Regions from separate parts of the Mus musculus genome. Here all the other regions are linked to region 3. Evidence: chromatin contacts called from public ChIA-PET, HiChIP or PLAC-seq and promoter capture Hi-C data. All regions are on one chromosome and are shown on one strand. The core of a region is the stretch at or near the end of the contact, and the rest is flanking DNA. Distances in the headings are between cores, read along the strand shown. Region 1 holds the start of Nmur1 (neuromedin U receptor 1). Region 2 holds the start of A630001G21Rik (RIKEN cDNA A630001G21 gene). Region 3 holds the start of 2810459M11Rik (RIKEN cDNA 2810459M11 gene). Region 4 overlaps Ncl (nucleolin). Region 5 holds the start of B3gnt7 (UDP-GlcNAc:betaGal beta-1,3-N-acetylglucosaminyltransferase 7).

Region 1 (3,750 bases), core at 987-3,486, 340 kb before region 3:
AATAATAAATAAATCTTAAAATAAAACAAAAGAAGCATTCTTCACATACTGTGAGGCTATAGCAATCTGGTTTTGAGTGACACTGAGCCTTGTCATGACCAATCTAGCCCTACTTGGTCCATCTGCAGCGGAATAGGAAGCTTTCAAAATTCTTTCTCCCAAGGGCTCTGAAAAATAAGTGCCCCAGAGTTCCCAACAATCTTCTAAGCCAGGACTGTTTATAAATGAAGTTCTTAAGAAGCCAGGGATTGAGGGGGGCGGAGCAGAGGAGGCAATTTCATGGTGAGGAGATACTGGGAAGCTGAGGGGACACTGAAGACAGAAATGCAGACGGTGAGTGTGGCTATGACACCTGACTAGGCTTTTGTGTGCTCCTTTGAGTGAAGAAGTGGGTCGGGACAATGCTCGGGGAAAGAATCGGTGTGGGAGGAGGTGCTGAAAAGAGAGAGGGCGATTTCCTTGGAGGAGACTAGTGCTTGGACCCCGGGGCTGGAAACCCCTTATGAGACTGTGTGTATTGGGGGGATTGCTATCCTGTGAGTGTACAAGTGGAGTCACGGGGATGAGACTCTGTAGGCTGCTGACTTTCAGGGGCTTAAGGGGTGCGTAAGAAGGTTGTCTGAAAATGTGGGTCAGAAAGAATTGCAGGACACGGAACAAGTCCTGCTCAGTCGGCGTGCTGCAGGTGGGGACAGCATTTTAGACCCAAGTCTCACGGACTTCCTCTCTCTGGCTCTTTTTTTCTTTTCTTCTCACCTGTAAAATGGGATTGTTGTCTAGAAAAAGAAGACACTCTCAGCTCCGGGTGATTCCAACAGCTAGCTAGTATGGTTTGGATGCAGGTAGAGTCCTTTGGGAGTGGTCCTAAGTACTCCAAGCTCCGGGGTCAGCGTTGCCCTCTAGTGGCGATTTTGTGAACAACAGGCGAAGCAACCAGGAAGGCGGGGAGGGCAGCCTCTGTCAGGTCGCCTTCAGCTCAGCATCTATCTGTCAGTGGGAGCCAGGGCGCACAGGACCTCCTGGGCAGAAGGCATGGTAGGTGAGCGGGATACGGGCCCTGACAGGAGCGGCTCTCAGAGTGAGATGGGTGGAAAAACTCTGTGAGACATTTGGGGGTTGTGGGAGAGACCTCTCAGTTAGTCAGTTTATTTCTGTCATTTTTCTGATGACTGTCGTCTCAGCGCTGCTCTCTTGAACCTGGGCTGTCACCTGCCCATCCCCAGCTCCTCTCCGTGAGAGTTCCGAGAGTGAGAACTCCAGGTCTAGTAGGTGCAAAGAATATAAAATATTTAGACTGGGAGTGATTCAGGTGACAGAAAACAGAATCAAATTTGGGTCAAAGTACAGTTTTTTAGCTTTTTCACTCCTTCACTTAACCCCTACGGTGGCTTTCTCTTCACACCAAGGTCACACACAGCGTTCTGTATGTCAGGTCTGCCATGTGTCGATGCTTTTTGTGGATTAAATACCGGGATCTTGCACCTGGAGTTGGGGAGGTCAGGTCTGCCCTGGCAGTTGCTTTAGGAGCCCCGGCTCTTTAAAGACCAAGCAATACTGCAGTTGCACCCACTTTTCTGAGGTCCACATCAAGTGGCTCTCCTGAAGTCTGTCTTAAAAGGGAGACAGCCAAAGGAGATAGCCAAGCGTTCTTGGAAAAACCTGGCATTTCTTCAAAGATTCCAGTAGATTGTAAAGGGCCAATCTTATCATTTAAAAAGTATTTCATTTGTGTGTGTGTGTGTACTTGTGCATATATACTGTTTGCATGTATGTGTGTAGAGGATAGAGGATAACTCTTTGTTGTTGTTGTTGTTGATTGGTTTTTTGTTGTTTGTTTTTGTTTGTTTTTTAGACAGTGTCTCTCTCTGTAGTTCTAACTGTCCTGGAACTTGCTCTGTAGCCCAGGCTAGCCTCAAACTCACATGAGACCTGCCTGCCTCAGCTTCCTTCGCGTTGGGATTAAAGCTGCGCACTACCACTGCCCGGCCAATTTTATTATTTTCAAGGTTTGCACTCCGGATACTCTGTAGTTGAAATGCACTTTAGTGGGTGGCAGATGCTTTCTTTCCCAGTGGCATGTGACTAATCAGTCCTCTACAGTGTGATAACTTAGGACAGAGCTGGGATTACCTAAATGACTTCTGGGTATCTCCCCCTTCTATCCTACAGACTCCTCCCTGCCTCAATTGTTCCATCTTTCCTGGAGCGCTCTCCCCAAATGCTTCAAGGAGCCCCCTGGTCTGCAATATCAGTGAGTTCAAGTGGCCCTATCAACCTGAGGATCTGAACCTTACCGATGAGGCCCTGAGGCTGAAGTATTTGGGGCCACAGCAGATGAAACAGTTTGTCCCCATCTGTGTCACGTACCTGCTGATCTTCGTGGTGGGCACTCTGGGCAACGGGCTGACCTGCACCGTCATCCTGCGCAACAAGACTATGCGCACGCCCACCAACTTCTACCTCTTCAGCCTCGCTGTGTCCGATATGCTGGTGCTCCTGGTGGGCTTGCCTCTGGAGCTTTATGAGATGCAGCAAAATTACCCGTTCCAGCTGGGTGCGAGTGCCTGCTACTTCCGAATACTGCTCTTAGAGACCGTCTGCCTAGCTTCAGTGCTCAATGTCACAGCCCTGAGTGTGGAGCGTTATGTGGCCGTGGTGCGCCCACTCCAAGCCAAGTCTGTGATGACACGGGCCCATGTGCGCCGCATGGTGGGGGCCATCTGGGTCCTCGCTACTCTCTTCTCTCTGCCCAACACCAGCCTGCATGGCCTCAGTCAACTAACTGTGCCCTGCCGGGGGCCGGTGCCCGACTCAGCTATATGTTCGCTGGTGGGTCCCATGGACTTCTACAAGTTGGTGGTACTGACTACCGCACTGCTCTTCTTCTGTCTGCCCATGGTCACCATCAGTGTGCTGTATCTGCTCATTGGGCTGCGGCTGCGGAGGGAGAGGATGTTGCTCCAAGTGGAGGTCAAGGGCAGGAAAACCGCAGCAACCCAGGAGACCTCCCACAGAAGGATTCAGCTGCAAGATAGGGGACGGAGACAGGTGACCAAGATGCTGTGTAAGTCATTGTTGAGGAGAAAGCTGAGCTTCCTCCAGTCTGGGGAAGGAATTGAGCTTCCAGGGTATTGTTTGCTTGCTTGCTTGCTTGTTGTTGTTATTGTTTTGAGAAAGGGTTTCAGGGCTGGTGAGATGGCTCAGCAGGTAAGAGCACTGACCACTCTCCTGGAGGTCATGAGTTCAAATCCCAGCAACCACATGGTGACTCACAACCATCCGTAATGAGAAACTAATAATAATAATAATAATAATAATAATAATAATAATAATAATAATAATAAAACAAAAAAAACCTATGGGCCAGACTTAGCAGGGACCAGAGCAAGTGGGGCTTGGGGTGGAGGGAGCGAGGCCAGAGAAAGACAGAAAAGGGAAGAGGGAAAAAAAGAGAGAAGGAGTTTCTTTGTGTAGCTCTGGCTGTTCTAGAACTTGCTGTGTAGACCAGAGATTCACCTGCCTCTACCTCCAAAGTACTGGGATTAAAGGTGTGCACCACCACTACCTGGCTCTCCTGTCTGCTTTTCTAGGACCGGAAGATAGTGAGCTGTAGATGCAAACTCTAAGCATGATGAAGATCAAATCTCTTCTCTGTCCTTGCAGTTGCACTGGTTGTGGTATTCGGCATCTGCTGGGCTCCATTCCATGCTGACCGTATCATGTGGAGCCTGGTGTATGGACACTCAACGG
Region 2 (3,999 bases), core at 242-2,741, 310 kb after region 3:
TAGCAAAACACAGCATTTCTTTGCAGGGGTGCCACCCACATATTCGGACACCATAGCTTGAACACTATCACATCTGCTGGAGCTGGCTAAAGTCCCTGGCAACACCAGAGGTTTCATTTAGTGATAAGAAAGGACTCGGTTTAGTAATCACCTGGGCCACAGAGGAGCTGGCTAACTGCTTTTCCTTCTTGCTTGGTGTCTTCTCTTTGGTATCATTGTTTCTTTTTAGTCTCTGCAAGACTGGAGGGGATCAAGAGGAAGGGTTGGGCTTAGAAAAGGCTTTTTTTTTTTTTTTTTAATACTTCTGGTAAGGCTGCCCCTACCGCCCCCAGCACAGCTGTGGCCAGTTTGTTCCATGCCAGCCAACTAAGCAGCTAAGACATATCATTGCTGTAATGTGCCTGCCAGTTATTGATGCAGAAAAAACGACTCCCCTCAGAGCAGGGCCATGCTGACCACATACTCTGTTATGTTCTGTACGTTAAGAGGTTTGCTAATCTTAAGATATTCCACAACTATAAGCTTCAGGTAGGACTCATCAAATTAAAGGTCAATACGAACTGTTATGTCTAAAATGGTTTGAGTCAGGGCTGACTACTGGGCAGCACTTCTAGGTCCTGCCTGTGAACTCATTGTGGGTTTTGCAGTTTTATTTGTTATAAGTCTCTCCTGAGAAATGTCCAGTGTGTATCTTTGAGCTGTCGTCCTGGCGGATGAGTCTTGTGTTCAATAAGCCATCCCTGTTTAACTGAGATAGGTGTTTCTGTGGTTTGTGGGGCGACTCCTGGACCCCAACAACTTGCTCCATTGTAATTTTATATTAGTACTCTCTAGAGTACTCTTGCATGGTGATCACTTACTGGGGAATATTTTGGTGATAGCTCCACGAAGTCTGACATTTCTGGGTGTGGTGATTTGAATGAAAATGTCCCTCTCTCACGGTCTTAGGTGGTTGGGTGTGAGGTTTCCAGTCTAAGGTGCTGTTTGGGGGAGGATTAGACATGGTGTACCTTGAGGAAGTACATCTCGGAGTTTTGAGGTTTCGAAGGCACACACCGTTTCCAGTCCCCCACCCCCATTCCTGCAGTAAGAGATTCGAGCTCCGTTGTTCCTGTACCGTGACTGCGGCTGATTGTTTCTATTCTCTGCCATGTTGGACTTTTACCCCTCTGGAACTGTAAAAGCCCAAATAAACTCTCCTTTACGATGCCTTGAGTGTGGTATTTTATCAGAGCAGCAGAAGAGTAACTGCTACAGGTCCCACCTTCAAAATATTTCATTATGTGTAAAGCAAATATCATCAAATCTCCAAAAGCTGGAAAGCTAAATATGATTATGGTCCAAGTGGTTTCAGGCTGAAGGCCTCTCAACCTGTATTTCTAAAGGTGCAGTAACCAAGTGCTACCACCAGAGGTCAGGATAGACTTTGCAGAGACCCGAGAGAGGGAACGTGGTACAGGGAGACACAGAGGAAGTGAATGCAAATTTCACTAAAGTTTTCCCTAAACCCACCCCAGATCGAGGTCCTAGCTTTCGCTCTGCTTTCTGTACTTGCTACTGACCACAATTGACGCCCGCCGTGAGGAAGGCTGAAGGTGTCCCCTGCGGACTCCCCCAGACCCAAGGTAGCTAACTGGGGAGGAGGTGGAAGGGTGTTTGGGATGAAGTGAGGGAGAGGAGGGAGGGAGGCCTTGACTCCCAGAGGACTCCTTAAATGAGTCTATGAAATAGCCCGATACCAGACAGATTAATGCACCACAGAGAGCAAACTTATTAACGAACAAGAGAGGTGCTTAAGCATTCTTTTGGAAGGGGAAGGGGTGTTAGGCAGCCTGTGAAGTGTTTTAGGTGAAAACAAACAGATAGAATGGATGGTGGCTTGAGACAGAGTTTCTCTGAGAGAGCTGACTTCTAGCTTCCTCTCCTGGCATGAGACAATCACTCTTCTATGGAACTCTCAGGGAAGCACTGCTGTAAGGGAATTCTCTCAAAAGACCTGCCTTTAGGCAGAAGAGGGCTTTCAGAGAAAGTCTCCAACACGTGCTGTTTCTCCTTGCTCATCTCAAGGGTTCCAAAGTGGTACACTTGGGCTGCTATGTCCTGTACTCCTTCCTGTAAGAGGGTCAGGACCGGAGCCATTTACGGACCAGCCTCAGGGGAGCACCCAGCCTGAGGTCATATCCTTCAGGGAGGGAAGGGGTGGAGTCTGCCCCCAGGGGGCCACTGCTGATTTCCCCTTAGTGCCCTGCGCTGCTCCTCCTGGGGTAGGGTTGTGGTTGGCGGGGGTGGGGGTAAGGCTAGGAGGTGGGGGTGGGGGGCAAGCAGAGGAGGTGCCACTTGCTAGCCCCTGAAGCTGTCTATATGTGTTTGCTCATTTTTATCGCACCGGCAGTGTGGTTTGGGATGGACCAACTACCGTTCAGGAAAGGACATTAGCAAGTTCCTGCTTCTAGAGGAAGAGCTAAGGGCTAGGATGAAGGCTTAGCACTTCTTTGTCCAAGTTTAATTCCTGGTTTCGTTTTTCTGTTAAAAATCGTTAAATTTCAAAAGTGTACTCAGACCCTGACTTTCCAGTTCAGCCCTGCCCACATCCAGTCGTGGCCTAATCGAGGGAGGAGGGCAGGGACCCCGGAAATCTTTCTTTGCCAATACCCAGCATTGTTTTGGAGAGACTGATTCTTGGTAGAAGCTATAATCCAGCAGAATAGAAAGCTGGGGTGATCTGCCAAGCCTTTGCTCCGACTGGGTCCCATTTTGCCTTTGTCCAGCTATGTCAACACTATCCAAAACAATTACTGATTCAACAACCACTATAGAATTTCCAACAGCCCTTCCCACCATATTCTAATAGTTTGGGCTTTTCCGGCCCACAAAAATGGAGATGCTGAACCTCAGAGTCGTACGGTACTGTAGGGGCCCCTGAAGAGCCAGAACGGTCTTAGGGAAGAATACAGATAGATGGATGAGTTACCCTTTCCATCTCTGAAACACTTCAAACCTGCAGTTCCCAAGGCAGTGGGGTGCTCTGGCGTGGGGACTAACAAATGGACTGAAGAGAGATACATGAGCAGGCATAGATAGTGGGTTTTCAGCAGGGATGTTAAGACTAAACTGAAATGTTTAATGCTTTTGAATTTCATACATAGGTACTGTGTTTTCATCATTTCCATTCTCCTGTCCCCTTCACTGTCCCCTTCACTGTCCCCTTCACTCCCTTGCAAAGCAGTGGCCTCTTCCTCTTTCACTATTACTGCTATACTTACACAATGTATGTATGTATGTATGTATGTATGTATGTATGTATGTATGCATGCATGCACATACATGTGCACAGCCTGCTGAGTTCCTCTAGTGTTGCTCCCATGTCTGTGTGTATAGGGAGAACCACTTGGGGTCAGATGACCTATAAGGGGGCTCATCCCCCAGATGCCACCTCTCAGCAGCTACTAATTACTAATTAATTCTTGATGCAGGGATAGGAAGAGCAATTAGACATCTACTCACTCCAGACAGGAAGCAGGTGTGGGTCCAGGGCCGTTCAGAGATTCACAGTCTCAAAGTCTCAAGTTTTGGTTTTAGTAAAGTAAAAGCTTTTTTTTTTTTTTTTTTTTTTTGGTTTTTCGAGACTCGAGACAGGGTTTCTCTGTGTATCCCTGGCTGTCCTGGAACTCGCTCTGTAGACCAGGCTGGCCTCGAACTCAGAAATCCGCCTGCCTCTGCCTCCCAAGTGCTGGGATTAAAGGCGTGCGCCACCACGCCCGGCAAGTAAAAGCTTTTTATACAAACAAACAAACAAACAAACAAACAAACACAAATGGCCAGGACCAAACCAGAAAGAGTTCCCCAGGTAAGTTCCCCTACCTATTGTTAGTTCAAAGATTATAAAGGTGAAAACTATACAGTTGTAATTTGGGTAAGACAAATTAACTCGTATCCTGTCTGTGAGCAGGCAAGGCTTGATTTTGTAAACAGATGTCCAGCAGGTACCTCAGTCATCCA
Region 3 (4,383 bases), core at 1,808-4,307:
CCATGCATGTGAAATTCCTGTACTATAGTTCTCTTCATGTTTTCACCAGGTTGGAGAACTACTAGGGCAGGCACACTCGGCCTGACTCAGCTTGAGCCCTGCTTGACACCCTGAAGGCTCATGCTAGTCTCAATTTGGAGACAGTGCTCCAAGGATGTTCATCTGATGTCATTAAGGTCCCTGAATTCACTCAGGATCCAGGCAGCCAAGGTGCTTACCTTGAGCTGGGCCTTGAGAGGAGGTGACACCTCGGTTCTTCCTCTGCCTCCGAGGACCCCAGGAGAAGCAAGTCAGTAGGCCAGTGCGGGCAGGTCTTTCCCAGGCACCTTCTGCTAGAAAGAAAGAGAACAAATCCGCAAGGCAGAGGTCAGTTAGTGCCTGCTTCCCAAGCCAAAGGACTTCCCTCAGCAACCCACGAACCTCAGCTTTCTCCTGTCCTGGTTTCATCTGTCTGCTTATCTCACATCAGCCTTGCAGATTTCTGTTATGTGCACAGGCTAGGGAAACCATAGCAACAGAATGACATCAAATCAACCACAATTGCATACCACTAGAGAAAACTCTCACAGGGCAGTGATATCATTCCATTTTTAGTTCACACTCCCTCCTTGCTTCCTTCCTCACCTCTTCATTTCTTTATTCACCCATCTGTTCATTTGCTTTTGAAACAGGATCTCACTACGTACCCTAGGATGGCCTTGAACTTTCCATCCTCCTATCTCAACCTCCTGAATACTGGGGATTACAGATGCAAATTGTCACACCTTGCTTCAGACTATTTCTGAACACCAAGAAATTAAATGCTTTTTTGGGGGGGGTGTTTTGTTTTAGAGACAGGGTCTCATTGTGTAGCCCTGGCTGGCCTCAAACTCACTATGTAGATCAGGCTGGCCTCTGTACTGACTACTGGGATTAAAGGCATGGGTCACTTTTGTTTCCTTGCAGCCAAAGCTGCAACAAGAAGTTATAGTTAATTCATGAACTTGAATTAGTAAAATTCATTAGTAAAAGGTTTTGTTTTTCTCAGAGAGTGCTTTATAAGAGTAAGCAAGTGTTTAATATAATAGAGGATGATGCGTCTGCAAAGGTCCCATTTTCCAGAGTGGAAGGGGTTATTTTAAACCAAGGATTTGGTCATCCATCTTGGGTGCCAGGGTGTGAGGGCCTCTCAAGAGAAGGAAGGCTTAAAGAATTTTCTAGGCACTAGCTCATTAGTCTGGGGAGAATTTGTGTAAATTACCTTCTTTCCCTCAAAGCCAGGTAAGGAAGCCAATGAATGATTCTCAGAACAGGAATGCACGTGGGGTACTTATCTGCCTAATCTTTCAGGATCCTGGAGGTCGGTCAGCCTCCACCAAAGGAAGGTTGGCGGGAGGGGAGGGAACCGCCAGAGAACTACTGTGGCCTAGCCAGCAGGTGCAAGTGTGACATTTATAATATCAGACAACGTCTCCTGGTGTGAAAGGTCTGACATCTCCCAGTGGCAGGCTAATGCCCCAGAACACCTCACACAGCCAGAACACCTCACACAGCCACTCTTTAGTTCAAAAGCTTACTACAGTCAAAGGTCAAACGGAAGTGAGTTGAGCGGTGGAAAGCTTTCCTAGCGTTTGTCAGGGCTCCACTTAGGACCTTCTTTTTAATCCCAGTACTTTGCAGCAAAACACGCTGCCTTGGGACGTCTGATCCCATGACGGAGCAGTCTCCGACTAAAAGCGCTCACACCATCTCTACACTTTAGAATAGAGCGTGGAAGGAAAACCTGGCGGAAGCAGCCAGCGATCGGTGGCTACCAGGAATAACTGAGGTCGTCACGGTCTCGGTCCCTCACACCCTTCCGGATACGTCCCTGGCACCTATTCTGTGTTTTTGCCAGGAACTTCGATTGCCTTCCTCCCTTCCACACCGAGCCTCCTGTATAGCTCCCCCTCTCCTAAAGCTCTGAGGACAATCCTACCAGGACAAACTTGTCCTAAAGCTACAGTCACCCCGCCCCCCAGACTCAGTTCTTCCCACGCACACCACCCAAATTTTTGCATCTTCTATCCCAGTTTCCAACTCCTACATTGTTGTTGTTTAGAGCAGTTCAACTCTACTTCTTACCCACTTCCCACCAGTTGTACCCTCAGATACCCCACCCCCGATCTCATGTGCAGTCAGGATCTGGCCAGACAGACTCAATTCCATGTCCAGAGCATGTCCACCTTAGGCTGAGAAGCCTTGTGCTGGGGACCTCCCAGCACCGGGCCTCAGTTTACCTCAACAGAGTTGGGTGGCCTAAACGGGTTCAACCGGTCTAAAGGGACGCCTTCCCCAGTGCCCAGCCTGACCCCACACGCAGCCTCACCTGGTCGTCCCGGCCCCGCAGCTTGCAGGGCTCTGCAGGCCGCCTCCTGGACCGCCAGGCTGGAGGCGGGACAGCCGGGACGAAAGGCTGCTGCTTGCACCGGGCCCCCGACCTGGCGGCCGAACACCGTGCGCAGCAGCGTCTCGAGCAGCTGCAGTTCGGGCGCCCTCGCGTCATCCGCACCCGTGTCGGCCACCAGCACTCCGACCAGCGCGGCGCCCTCACACCTCCGGTCGCGCACGTCCCGCAGCATCTCCCGCAGGCGGCGCCGCGACTCCCGGGAGGTCAGCGATCCGACGCGGCACAGCACGAAAACGAGCGGCGAGCGAATGGCTCGCTCCGCCTTCGCCCCCGGAGCCCCGTGCGACTCGGTGGCCGCCGCGGTGCCCGCGCTCTCGGCCTCTGCGCAGCCCGGCTTGCCCGGCGCGGACTCCGGCGGGAACACGGCACCGGCGAAGTCCCTCAGCAGCGCGCGGCTCTGCTCGCGCTCCCACAGCTCGCCCACCAGCAGCACCTGCCCGCGGCCACCCGCCGCCTCCACCAACGCCTGGAAGGGTGGCTCCGCCGGGCTCGCGGGCCGCGGGGCCAGCGCCTCCAGCTCGCTCTCCATGCTGGCCGCCGCCTCCTGCGCCGAGCTGGGAGCTCCGCCGCTGCCTCGGCCGACACGCCCCCGAGGGCCGAGCCGCCCAGACCCCCTGCGCACTCCTGTCCCGCCGCACTGAATTTATCATTCACTCATTCGTTCATTTAGATACCCAGTAACACACTCAGTAGTTTAGGACTACTAAGCATTTAGGACATCTAGAAAGTACAGGCTCTTGTGGGGGACTGAGGATGAGTGGACATTATTAACCTGACTAATGTACCCTCTTAGGGTAAGATGGTTTTGTTTGTTTATGCGTTTTATTTGTTTTATGTGTATGGATATTTTGCTTAAATGCATCTGCACTAGTACCAGCGTCTGATCTCCTGGATCTGGAGTTGTGAATGTTTATAATCAACTACATGGGTACTGGGAACCCAATCCAGGTCCTCTGCAAAAGCAGTCAGTGCTCTTAATCGGTAAACCATCTCTCAGATTTTTTTTTTCTTTCTTTCTCCTGAGACACGATCTCACCATCCTAGCCTAGAATCTGGAGACCCTTTAGCTTCAGTTTAGGATTACAGTCTGTACCACCATTTCTAACTTCTGGAGCTATTTCGGAGTAGTCCTACAGGGTTTGGCGTCAGGGCCTGCTTTTCCAGTGGTGTAAGCTTTGGAGCCCAGTTGGAGCAGAAGAGTGAGTGAGAACGGGAGAGAGATGGGAAGCATAACATCCTAGCTTCAACTCTGTCGCTGTGATAAAAATACCTTAACACCAAACAGTTTAGGGAAGAGAAGAAAGGGCTTATTTTAGCTCACAGTTCCTGGTTGTAGCCATCACTGCAGGGAAGTCACAGAGGCAGGAGCTTCCAGACAGCTGGCCACAACACACCCACACCCATGAGTGAAGAGATAGGAATATTTTTGTACAATCACACCAATGAAGGGTGTCACACCCTTCAGGCTGGGTCTTCCCTCATCAGTTAAGGTGATCAAGATAATCCTGGCCATTCCCAGACCTGCTCACGGGGCAAGCTGACCTAGACTGTCCCCTTTTGAGACTCTCTCCCCAGGTGATTCTGGGTTGTGTTTCCTTGATAATTAGAATTAACCATCACCCAGGGGACCTCCTCTACCACTTCTCTTCAGCCTCCAATACTTCCTCCAAATGGATCAAGATCATCCTTTCCACAAACACTTGTTGCATTTGGGTACCACCTGATGTCATGTGAGGCTGTTGTTCCCCATGGGCCAGAATCTAGAACAAGTCTAGAGCAACCCGTCCCTTGTGACCCCTTCAGAAAAGCCAGTTACATTATGATGCACAATACTAGCAGAGTGATAGCTATGGAGTAGCAATGAGACTAACTTTTTGGTTGGGAGTCACCACAACTTGAGGCCCTGTATTAAAGGCTTGCAGAGTTAGGAAGGTTGAGAGCCACTGATCTAGAAG
Region 4 (3,811 bases), core at 1,053-3,552, 300 kb before region 3:
TATTTAGAGGCCAGCCATGTGCTAATTCAAGTACATTTTGTACTGGCATTCTTAAGTAGCTAGCAAAATCTGAGTTTCTGTTTTTCATAGAATATGATGAGATTTACTTTAAAGCCAGGTAATGTGTTTATCCTGAGAATACCAGCTGTGTATTTTCTTGAGCCAACCAAATTGAAAGTGAGGAGTTTCAGTGATTAAACACTGGCTGTTTACATGCAGAGAACCCCAGTTCACTTCCCAGCATCCAGATGCTGCTTGACTGTAACTAGTTCCAGGGACCCAAGGTCCTTTTCTGCTTTTTGGGCACTTTCTTGGGTGCTAGCAAAACACCCATATACATAAAAATGAATAGGAAAATGAAAAATTTAGGAAAAGTTGGAAGCGATTTTATGTCAAATTTACTGTTCCTGTTCATGGTCCCCCCCAAACTTCCAGACTCACTCCTCAGTACCCCTCTGTTGCCCAGAAATCCGGCTAATCTTGGCACACCTGTAGCGCGCCAGACTAAACACTGACTTTGAGAGTATGTGCCTCAGTTCTATCTGGTAATTATTTTTATGGTGCTTGGAATTAGACCAGGACCTTGGTTTGTACATATAATTAGGTGATTGCAGTTTTTCTTGACTTTGGTTTTTTTGTTTTTTTCCTTTACATTTCTGTCAGATTTCTGTTTTTTTGAGACAGGGTCTCTCTCACTATGTAGCTTTGGTTATCCTAGAACTTACTATTTAGACCAGCTGGCCTTTAATTCCCAGAGGTTCATTCACCTCTGCCTTCTGAGTGCTGGCATCAAAGAGAGTGGATTCGTAGCTGTTAATATCAGCTATAAACTTGATCAGATTGATAAGTGTCTAGGGCACTAGGGAATTACTCTACATGTTGCTATAACAGAATACCTGACCAAAGCAATTTAAAGAAAAGGGGTTTATTTTGATTCACAGTTCCAGAATATAGTCCATCATGGCAGGGACAAGGACGACATGATGCCAGAAGCTTGAAGCAGCTGGTCACATTGCATCTATAGTTAGAAAAAGTTGATGGATGCTTGTATTCAGCTAGCTTTCCTTTCCATGCAGACTAGGACTCCAACCTAGGGATGGTTTTACATACCTGAGGTAATTCAAGATAATCTCATAGGCATAGCCAGAAGTTAACCTGATCTAGATAATTTCCTACAGATATGCTTAGAAGCGTGTCTATTTCCTTCTAGATCCAGTTCAGTTGACAATGTGGTTTGGCATACTCTAGGGTGTGTGTGTGAGTATTTCCAGAAAGGACTAGCTGAACTACAAACACTCACCCTAAGCCATGAAATCTGGGGCATGGTGGCTGGGATTTGAACTCAGGACCTTTGCTGAGCCATCCACCAGCCCCAAGTTTCTCTGTGTAGCCCTGGCTGTCCTGGAACTCACTCTGTAGACCAGGCTCAGAGATCTGCCTGTTTCTGCCTCCCAAGTGCTGGGATTAAAGGTGTGCGCCGCCACCGCCTGGTAAAGCAATTTTGATAATCTTTTGTCTCTATTCTATCATAACACTCCCAGTGTCTAATCATTTGGAAGGGTGCCATCTCTAGTTTCTTTTCCCATATCAAAGAAAGTGCAAATTTTTTAGGGGCATCATAATGGTAACTTGGACATTAATTAGGAAGAAACTGCATTTGTTGGTTAAAAATATCTGTAAAGGGGGCCAGTGAGTTCAATTAGTAAAGGTGCCTGCCACCAAACCTGACAGCCTGTGTTTGATCTCTAGAAGATGTAAAAGCTGAAGGAGAGAAACAATAGGTTTGTCTGGCCTCTCTGTAGCAAGCATGTACCTGAACATGCATATCACTCATACAGTAATTAAACATCGGAATGATTCACATCCACAAGGTAAACTATGGGAAGGATAAACCTCTAGTAAACATGTCTAGATCTGGGTGTTTGGTTTTCCCTTCAGGAAAAATGGCTGTTGCTGACAGTTTGAAAAAAAAATAATTCAGGGACCCAAAAAGGAACATTTAAGCAGTTTCCCCTTTCAAGGTTTATAAATACAACGGCTGAGAGACAATGTGTGAGTAAATTGGTGGCTTTCATCAACGGTGACAAAACTCTTTAGAGATAAACAGGAAGTGCTGCACACACAGCCTTGGGTGATGACACGAGAGCTTCCTTTGAAGCAAGATGGCAAAATTGCATCTTGGTTGGTAGAGACAATGAAGTTTCTCTTTCCAAGGAAAATTGACAAAACACTTTCAAGACACCCTTGGCTTTTGTAGATTGGGAAGATAACTACAAAGGCAGAATTTTGAGAGTGGAAAATCTTCAGGCAACAAAAAACAAGGCAGACTGTTGACAGAATGGCTCAGTTGGTAGAATGCCTTCCTAATAGCCACAAGGATTCCATTACCAACAAAAGCAAAACAAAATCAATACAGCTATGTGTGGTGGTGACCATTTGTAAACACAGCACTCAGAATGGAGGCAGGAAGATCAGAAGTACTATGAAGAGGTATGGACAGTCATTCAGCAGTGTTCCACAGCAAGTTCATGCTAACCACTCCTATAGCTGAGAACTACTACTAGTTTTCTGCTCTAACCAAAAACTCCATAGATTTTGTGCCTGTGCTGTTCTCTTTCATGTCCTTCAGTTTGGGAGGATTTAATTTGCCTTACCTGTCATCCAACACCCCGACCCCCCACCCCCGTTTTATGTTTGTAGCAGCATCATGGTGTAGGCAAGGGCTGGCTTGAATTCTCACTCTACCTGCCTCTACCTCCTAGGTACTGGAATTAAAGGAGTACTCCACTTGTATCTGACCTGGACTTAATTCGGCCAGGCAGTGATGGTGCATGCCTGTAATCCTAGCACTTTGGAGGCAGAGGCAAGTGGATCTCTTGAGTTCAAAGCCAACCTGGTCTACAGAATGAATTCCAGGACATCTTCATGGTTTGAACTCCTGTACTGTACTGTGATAGGAAAGCATGTATAATTTCTTTCAAGGACTTTAATGGCCTTTTGAGATGTTAGTCTACCTAGACAACAGTTTTCTGCAATGAATCTAGTTTCTGCTGTGGGGAGGAGTAAAGGAGATTAATCCTAAATGACCCTATAAACCTAAATCAGTTGGTTGAAAGGCCTCAACCAACTGAAGACATTCTGAATAACTTCTGTGCTTAGTAAAGTGCTGGCCATGCATGCATCTACATACATACGTCATATCCCCAGTGCACAAATAAAAAAAGCTACATGTAGTGATAGCTCATGCCAAAATCCTGGGCTTTTCTGGCTGGGCTAGCCTTGCTGACTTAGTGAACTCCAGGTTCAGTGAGAGACCTTGTCTCAAAAATAAGGTAGAGCATGATTGAGGAAGGCACTCTATGCAATCTATGTCCTTCATAAGCACATGTACCCCCATACACACATGTGCATACACACAGAAGAAAGTCTGGCTCTAATGCTGGATTTGGTTGGGCAGGCAGTCCTATAATCTCAACTACTTAGCAGGCTGAGACAGGAGAATCATGAATTAAAGGCCTATCTGAGATACAGAGTGGGCTGAAAGCCAGTCTGAACAACTTAGTGAAGCTCAAGAAAAAAAATTTAAAGGTTAGGGACATAGCTTACCAACGAAGTCCTAGGGTCAATTCCCAGTACCTGTTTTTAGGGGAAGTCTCATGCCAGAACTGGGTAAAAACCAGGATGCAAAACCCCCATGGGTTATTGGGGTTCCAGGACTCTTCAATGATTTGAACAGCTAATATGTTGAAAACATCTCCAGTTCCTTGTCACTTTTACTGACTTTTTCAGCCAGGGGAGGGGGCAGTGAGAA
Region 5 (4,376 bases), core at 1,324-3,823, 260 kb before region 3:
GCCGGTCAGACAGAAACTCGAGCAGGTTGGTGGGGTTGACAAAGACATCATCATCACCTTTGAAAACGAAGGGGACGTTGGGACAGTAAATGTCGAGCCACTTGAGGAAGTGGATCTCCTTGAGGGTCAGGTTGAAGAAGCTGTCAAGGAAATCCCACTGTAGGATGTCAGCATAGAGACGGTCCTCGTAGGCCAGCAGCTGCTGATAGTGGGTTCGCTCCTCTTGCTTGGAGGCCGTGCCGAGCAGGAAGAGAGTCCGCACTGCACCCCTGCCCAAACCCGCTGACTCCCATTCGTGGCCCCAGGTCTGACGAATGACCTCTCGGCGGTCATGCTGTGTGATGACCGACTTGACAACCACCAGCATATAGACATCGCCAGCACACTTCTCTGGGTGGTTCAGCAACATGGGGAAATACCGGCAATGCCGATAGGCTAGAAACTGTCGGAAGTGTGGCTCCAGACTCTGGAACCAGGGCTGATGGGTCAGGTTGATGTTGATAGAGCAGTTAGTGGTGATCACATCCCAGACCTGGGGTCCCCGAGGAACTGTGGGAGTGGGAGCCGCTACATCCTTTGAACTCTTCCAGAAGCTGTTGGGGTTGACCAGATTTCCAGTTTTGGCTGGCCCCGGCGTGGGCGGTAAAGGATCCTGAAGGAATTGACCAGGGGTCACACTGCGCTGGAAAACGGTGACAGCCACAAGGAGGGCCAGAGCCAGGCATACACTCTTGTAGAGGGTTTTCTTCCTAAAGGGGAGCAGCAGAGAGGAAGGTGAGCTGGCACTCATACTCCTCCTGAGGATTAGGGGCCCATAGATGGGCCAGTGGACTCTACTTCCTGGAAGGTCAGAGGAACCTGCTGCTTTTCTCATGCTAACTGCCCAACTCAAGAAGCACTGTGTATTCAGCTACTGGGGTCCCAAACCCAACAACAATTTTGGGAAGGGGGCCATTTAACCCCTTAAGTTCCCCCAAAATGGGACAGAACACAGGATAAAGTACCAGGCATGAACCCAGTGAAATGCTGTCATTTTGCCAGGAAAAGAGACCACTGTCCATCCCCTGAGCTCTGGTTTTTATTTTTAGTTCACATACATATGTGGACAGCAGTATCACTTTGAACCAGTCACTCTAAGGGAAAAAGACAGTATCCTTGTTGCAGCTTTTGGGGAGTCTCCTTGTGGGCTGCAGTGGGGAGTGGGTTAGCAGCCCCCACTGACTCAACAGAAGCGAGCCTTTCTTGCTCTAATTGGGAAGTCTCGAAGGGAAGTGGACAGATCCCATCACGACTCCTTATCCTTACCTTTATATTCTACACAAAGCAATGAGGTGCCTAGCCCTTCAGTCCTGGGGACGAAAACCCACTTTCCGGGGCCCCTACCTGGTCAAGTAAGCCCAGCACACCCTTTTCAGAGGCAGAAATCCTAGCTCTTCTCAGGAATGATCCTGCCTGTGCCCCCTTCCCCAAGAACCTTCCCTCCTTAGCTCACACTGGGAGACTCATGACTTTCCAGGACTGGGCCAGCAGAGAGATGGTTCTCACCTCCAAGTCTGGGAGGTACAAGAGCCAGGGGCCCACGAAGCACGTAGTAGATAACGCCAGGTTTTAAGCCTGCGGAGGCGCAGGGTGAGTGAATGTTAAGTCCTCCTACCCACATTCATCGAGCTTTCCTCAAGAGCCCCATGACTTCCTGGTTACCAGGTTGGATGGAGAAAGACAGAAATGACTGGAGGCGCGCTGCTGGGAATGGAAGTAAGAGAATTCTGAACCCAGTACTCCAGTCCTCAGGGTTCTAAAGAAGCTCCACGTCGTAGCTCCGGAGTCCGGGTAAGAACCAGCCTCAGGGCCCTGGCTCGCACATACCAATCCACTCCATTAGTAAGAGCAAAGCCGGGGAAGGAGAAGGGTCGAGGCGGTCCGGAGAAGAGGCCACAGGAGGGAAGAGGGACCGGAGGGGTCGGGTGTGTGTGTGTCTGCTAGTGAAACCCCAAGGCTAGAGAGACGTTGCATACAGGCTGCCGGAGTCGTGGCCGCAGAGCCAAGCGTGCGCCTCGCATCTCCCACATCCCATCTGCCGCTCCGGCGGCGCGCCCTGCTCCGCATCTCCCGCCACCCTCGCTGCCCGGGGAAACTGGGGTCGGCCTCAGGACACCTAGCGTGCATCCCTTGCAGTCTGCGGCCCCGGGAGGAGGTGAAGCTCGGAGGTACTCTGCGCCCCACCGGGACCCCGACTCACCACAGAGACATGGCGGCCCGGTCCAGGGCAGCTGAGCGGGGCGCACGGATCACAGCTCTGAGCGCCGCGGCTGGGGACAGCGGGACGAGGCCGAGCCGCACCCCCGCTGAGACTTTCTTTTTTTCCCTGCGGCTGGAGGAGGGGCCTCAGGGGCGGTGGCCCAGGTAGGTTAACCCTTTGTGCCCCGGCTCACTGTGGGGACAGCAACTCCGTTCAGCCCTGGCCACCTCAGAGGCACGCCCCACGGGAACGCGAAGGGAAGAGCCAGAATCTCAGAGACCTTGAAGATCGCCAACATCCTGAGGCGGCGACTTCCCCGCTGCTGGGCCTTCACGGGGTCGCCCGCCTCGCCTCCTTCGGGACACGTGGGGACGTCGGACACCGCCCACCTCCACGCCCACCCGGCGCCTAGCGGCCTGGTTGCTTCCTTCTGGAGTAGCCCTGGGTGTGTAGAGTGGAGGGAGGTGGATAAAGGCTGTTTCCCTAAAGTTACCTTATCTCTGCCCTGTCTACTTTTCTTCTTCCCGGGCTCGCTTAGGCCTGGGCGGCGATCTCAAGAGAAGATGATGCTGGGTTGCCTGTGTTAGACCCCCAGCCAGCTCAGGTCAATCCAGCTCTGGGTTTCCCACTCTTTCTGCATTACCACCCCCCAGTGAGAAGGCTTATTATCCTCTGCAAAAAGTCCATTCTTTTGCTAGCGTGTTCGCATGTGCTTTTAATCCCAGTTGGTGGATTTCTGCGAGTTTAAGGCCAGCCTGGTCTACATGGTGAGTTCCCGGCCAGCAAGGTCTCCCTAATGAGACTCTTGTCTCAAAACAAACAAAAACCTCCTTCTTGTATTGCCAACAAATCCTTCACTTAACCGCACCCCCACTTTTTTTTTTTTTTTGTCTCCAGGTTTTTATTATTCTGCGGTGTGAGCACCATTTTCTCTTGGGAGTGGGCTACACACCACAATCACAGTACAGGGAGGGAGGGGACACCTTGATGCCTCCTCTGGGTGACTTGGGAACATTTCTGGTAGATAAGGCTGCTTACTGGTCCTTCTGTCATCCAGATGTCTGGGGGTCTGGGGTCGCTTCAGAAATACCCACAGGACTTTTTACATTCCAGCACTTCCTATCTGTCAAGCCTGGTTCTAGGTCCCCGGCATCAGTGGCTCACTTGGTTCTGGAGACGTGTGCTATGGTTTGTTCCTATCTTACCAGGAGTTAGAGTCAGGGACACACACCCTTAGATGAAGTCACAACCTTACTATTCAAACCCAGGAGGTCTGCCTGGCTCAGGAGGTGGTCCCTGAGTCCCGGCTCAGGCATTTCTATCAGATAGTAGGACTGGGGAACTCAATACCTTTCTGCAATGCTGTTCCTCTCCCAGGGAATACAGGGAGACAGAAAGTCCCAGGGAGTCCTAAGGGTGAAGATTACTTTTGTCCTTCCCTTAGCGATCCTTAGGCTCGGGTGTGTGCTTAAACAAATAGTGGAATTTTCTGGAATTTGTAAGCTCCAGTCGGAAATGATGAAGGGCCTTCAGATGAAAAATTCAGAGGAGAATCCTGGGACAATGCCCCTTTTAAGTCCTCAAGAAGCCCTGGCCTGAAGTGTAAGTCTCACAGGCCTGGCTGCCTGCCCCTAGGAGTCACTGCAGTCCCACTAGTCCCAGGTCACACCGGTCCTCAGTCTTCAGTCCTGGTTGTCTTAGCTTGGTACTGGCTACCTATCCCTGTCTCTGCTATTTCACCCAGGATATTGTGGTTTGTTTTGAATCAGGGTCTTGGCATGCAGTTCAGGCTGGCCTTGAACTCCAGATCACTTTGCCTTAGCCTTCTGAACGATGGGGGTTATAAATGTGCCAACACAGCTGGCACACCCAGGCTTTGGGCGTCTCTCTTTTTGCCCTGTAAGTGTGACTTTGGGGAAGAGCAGGTGCTCTGTCTCAGCTCTCCACAAGGTGCCTTGGGGGAGACCAGCCCTCTTGGCCTCTGATTCACCCTTCATCCCAGTGTGGCATTTCTCCAGGTGTAGGTGAAGGTGGACACAGGTGTTTCTGGTAAGGGCTGAGTGCCAGAGGGTTGGGGGTTGGGCCAGTTTTCCCCACTTCCTGGCTGCTGCTGGGGGGCAGCTGGCTTATCCTCTTG

What was found. Promoter capture Hi-C pulls out the DNA fragments that hold promoters and counts their contacts. ChIA-PET counts read pairs in DNA pulled down with a chosen protein or histone mark. HiChIP or PLAC-seq counts read pairs in DNA pulled down with a chosen protein or histone mark.
Region 1: a contact with region 3 is called in a promoter capture Hi-C map of stem cell-derived epiblast-like cells, with 2.7 times the contacts expected there. The contact joins the promoter of Nmur1 here to the promoter of 2810459M11Rik in region 3. A contact is called at or near these places in 2 of 39 promoter capture datasets (HPC-7-derived erythroid cells and stem cell-derived epiblast-like cells) and 1 of 9 other capture datasets (adipose tissue).
Region 2: an H3K4me3 HiChIP or PLAC-seq map of the SCID.adh cell line shows a contact between it and region 3, with 4 times the contacts expected there. The contact joins the promoter of A630001G21Rik here to the promoter of 2810459M11Rik in region 3. A contact is called at or near these places in 2 of 115 datasets of contacts at active chromatin or transcription factors (the SCID.adh cell line and effector CD8 T cells).
Region 4: an RNA polymerase II ChIA-PET map of effector CD8 T cells shows a contact between it and region 3, with 9 read pairs. The contact joins the enhancer-like site here to the promoter of 2810459M11Rik in region 3. A contact is called at or near these places in 9 of 39 promoter capture datasets (the C10 cell line, the HPC-7 cell line, cranial neural crest and 5 more), 1 of 15 datasets of contacts at CTCF or cohesin (embryonic stem cells), 19 of 484 Hi-C or Micro-C datasets (the C2C12 cell line, the G1E-ER4 cell line, the MC38 cell line and 9 more), 7 of 115 datasets of contacts at active chromatin or transcription factors (the HPC-7 cell line, bone marrow-derived macrophages, effector CD8 T cells and 4 more) and 2 of 9 other capture datasets (adipose tissue and embryonic stem cells).
Region 5: an H3K4me3 HiChIP or PLAC-seq map of embryonic stem cells shows a contact between it and region 3, with 11 read pairs. The contact joins the promoter of B3gnt7 here to the promoter of 2810459M11Rik in region 3. A contact is called at or near these places in 2 of 15 datasets of contacts at CTCF or cohesin (the NIH/3T3 cell line and embryonic stem cells), 1 of 484 Hi-C or Micro-C datasets (embryonic stem cells), 3 of 115 datasets of contacts at active chromatin or transcription factors (bone marrow-derived macrophages and embryonic stem cells) and 1 of 9 other capture datasets (pancreatic islet).

The regions. Positions count from the first base shown.
Region 1 is chr1:86,386,627-86,390,376 of GRCm38.p6, reverse strand. Nmur1 (neuromedin U receptor 1) reads left to right here and starts at 2,236. Exons shown (of 2, transcript NM_010341.1): 1 at 2,236-3,064; 2 at 3,664-3,750. The coding sequence starts at 2,236.
Region 2 is chr1:85,734,098-85,738,096 of GRCm38.p6, reverse strand. It overlaps A630001G21Rik (RIKEN cDNA A630001G21 gene), which reads left to right and starts at 1,491. Exons shown (of 6, transcript NM_177055.3): 1 at 1,491-1,625.
Region 3 is chr1:86,044,537-86,048,919 of GRCm38.p6, reverse strand. It overlaps 2810459M11Rik (RIKEN cDNA 2810459M11 gene), which reads right to left and starts at 3,057. Exons shown (of 3, transcript NM_001144993.1): 1 at 2,348-3,057; 2 at 219-329. The coding sequence starts at 2,957.
Region 4 is chr1:86,342,817-86,346,627 of GRCm38.p6, reverse strand. Ncl (nucleolin) reads left to right here. Exons shown (of 14, transcript NM_010880.3): 14 at 1-1,909. Among named protein-coding and RNA genes, the nearest start is that of Snora75, 6.6 kb to the left of the region's middle. Within about 2 kb of position 2,302, at least 63 of the 459 cell types and tissues checked have an H3K27ac peak or open chromatin away from gene starts, as enhancers often do. A contact at or near this core is called in the G1E-ER4 cell line, the HPC-7 cell line, bone marrow and 3 more, where this site is marked.
Region 5 is chr1:86,301,418-86,305,793 of GRCm38.p6, reverse strand. B3gnt7 (UDP-GlcNAc:betaGal beta-1,3-N-acetylglucosaminyltransferase 7) reads right to left here and starts at 2,573. Exons shown (of 2, transcript NM_145222.2): 1 at 2,240-2,573; 2 at 1-749. The coding sequence starts at 2,250. It overlaps Gm28626 (predicted gene 28626), which reads left to right and starts at 1,734. Exons shown (of 2, transcript NR_151592.1): 1 at 1,734-1,830; 2 at 2,176-2,731. It overlaps Gm16341 (a long non-coding RNA gene), which reads left to right and starts at 4,024. Exons shown (of 3, transcript XR_387210.3): 1 at 4,024-4,376.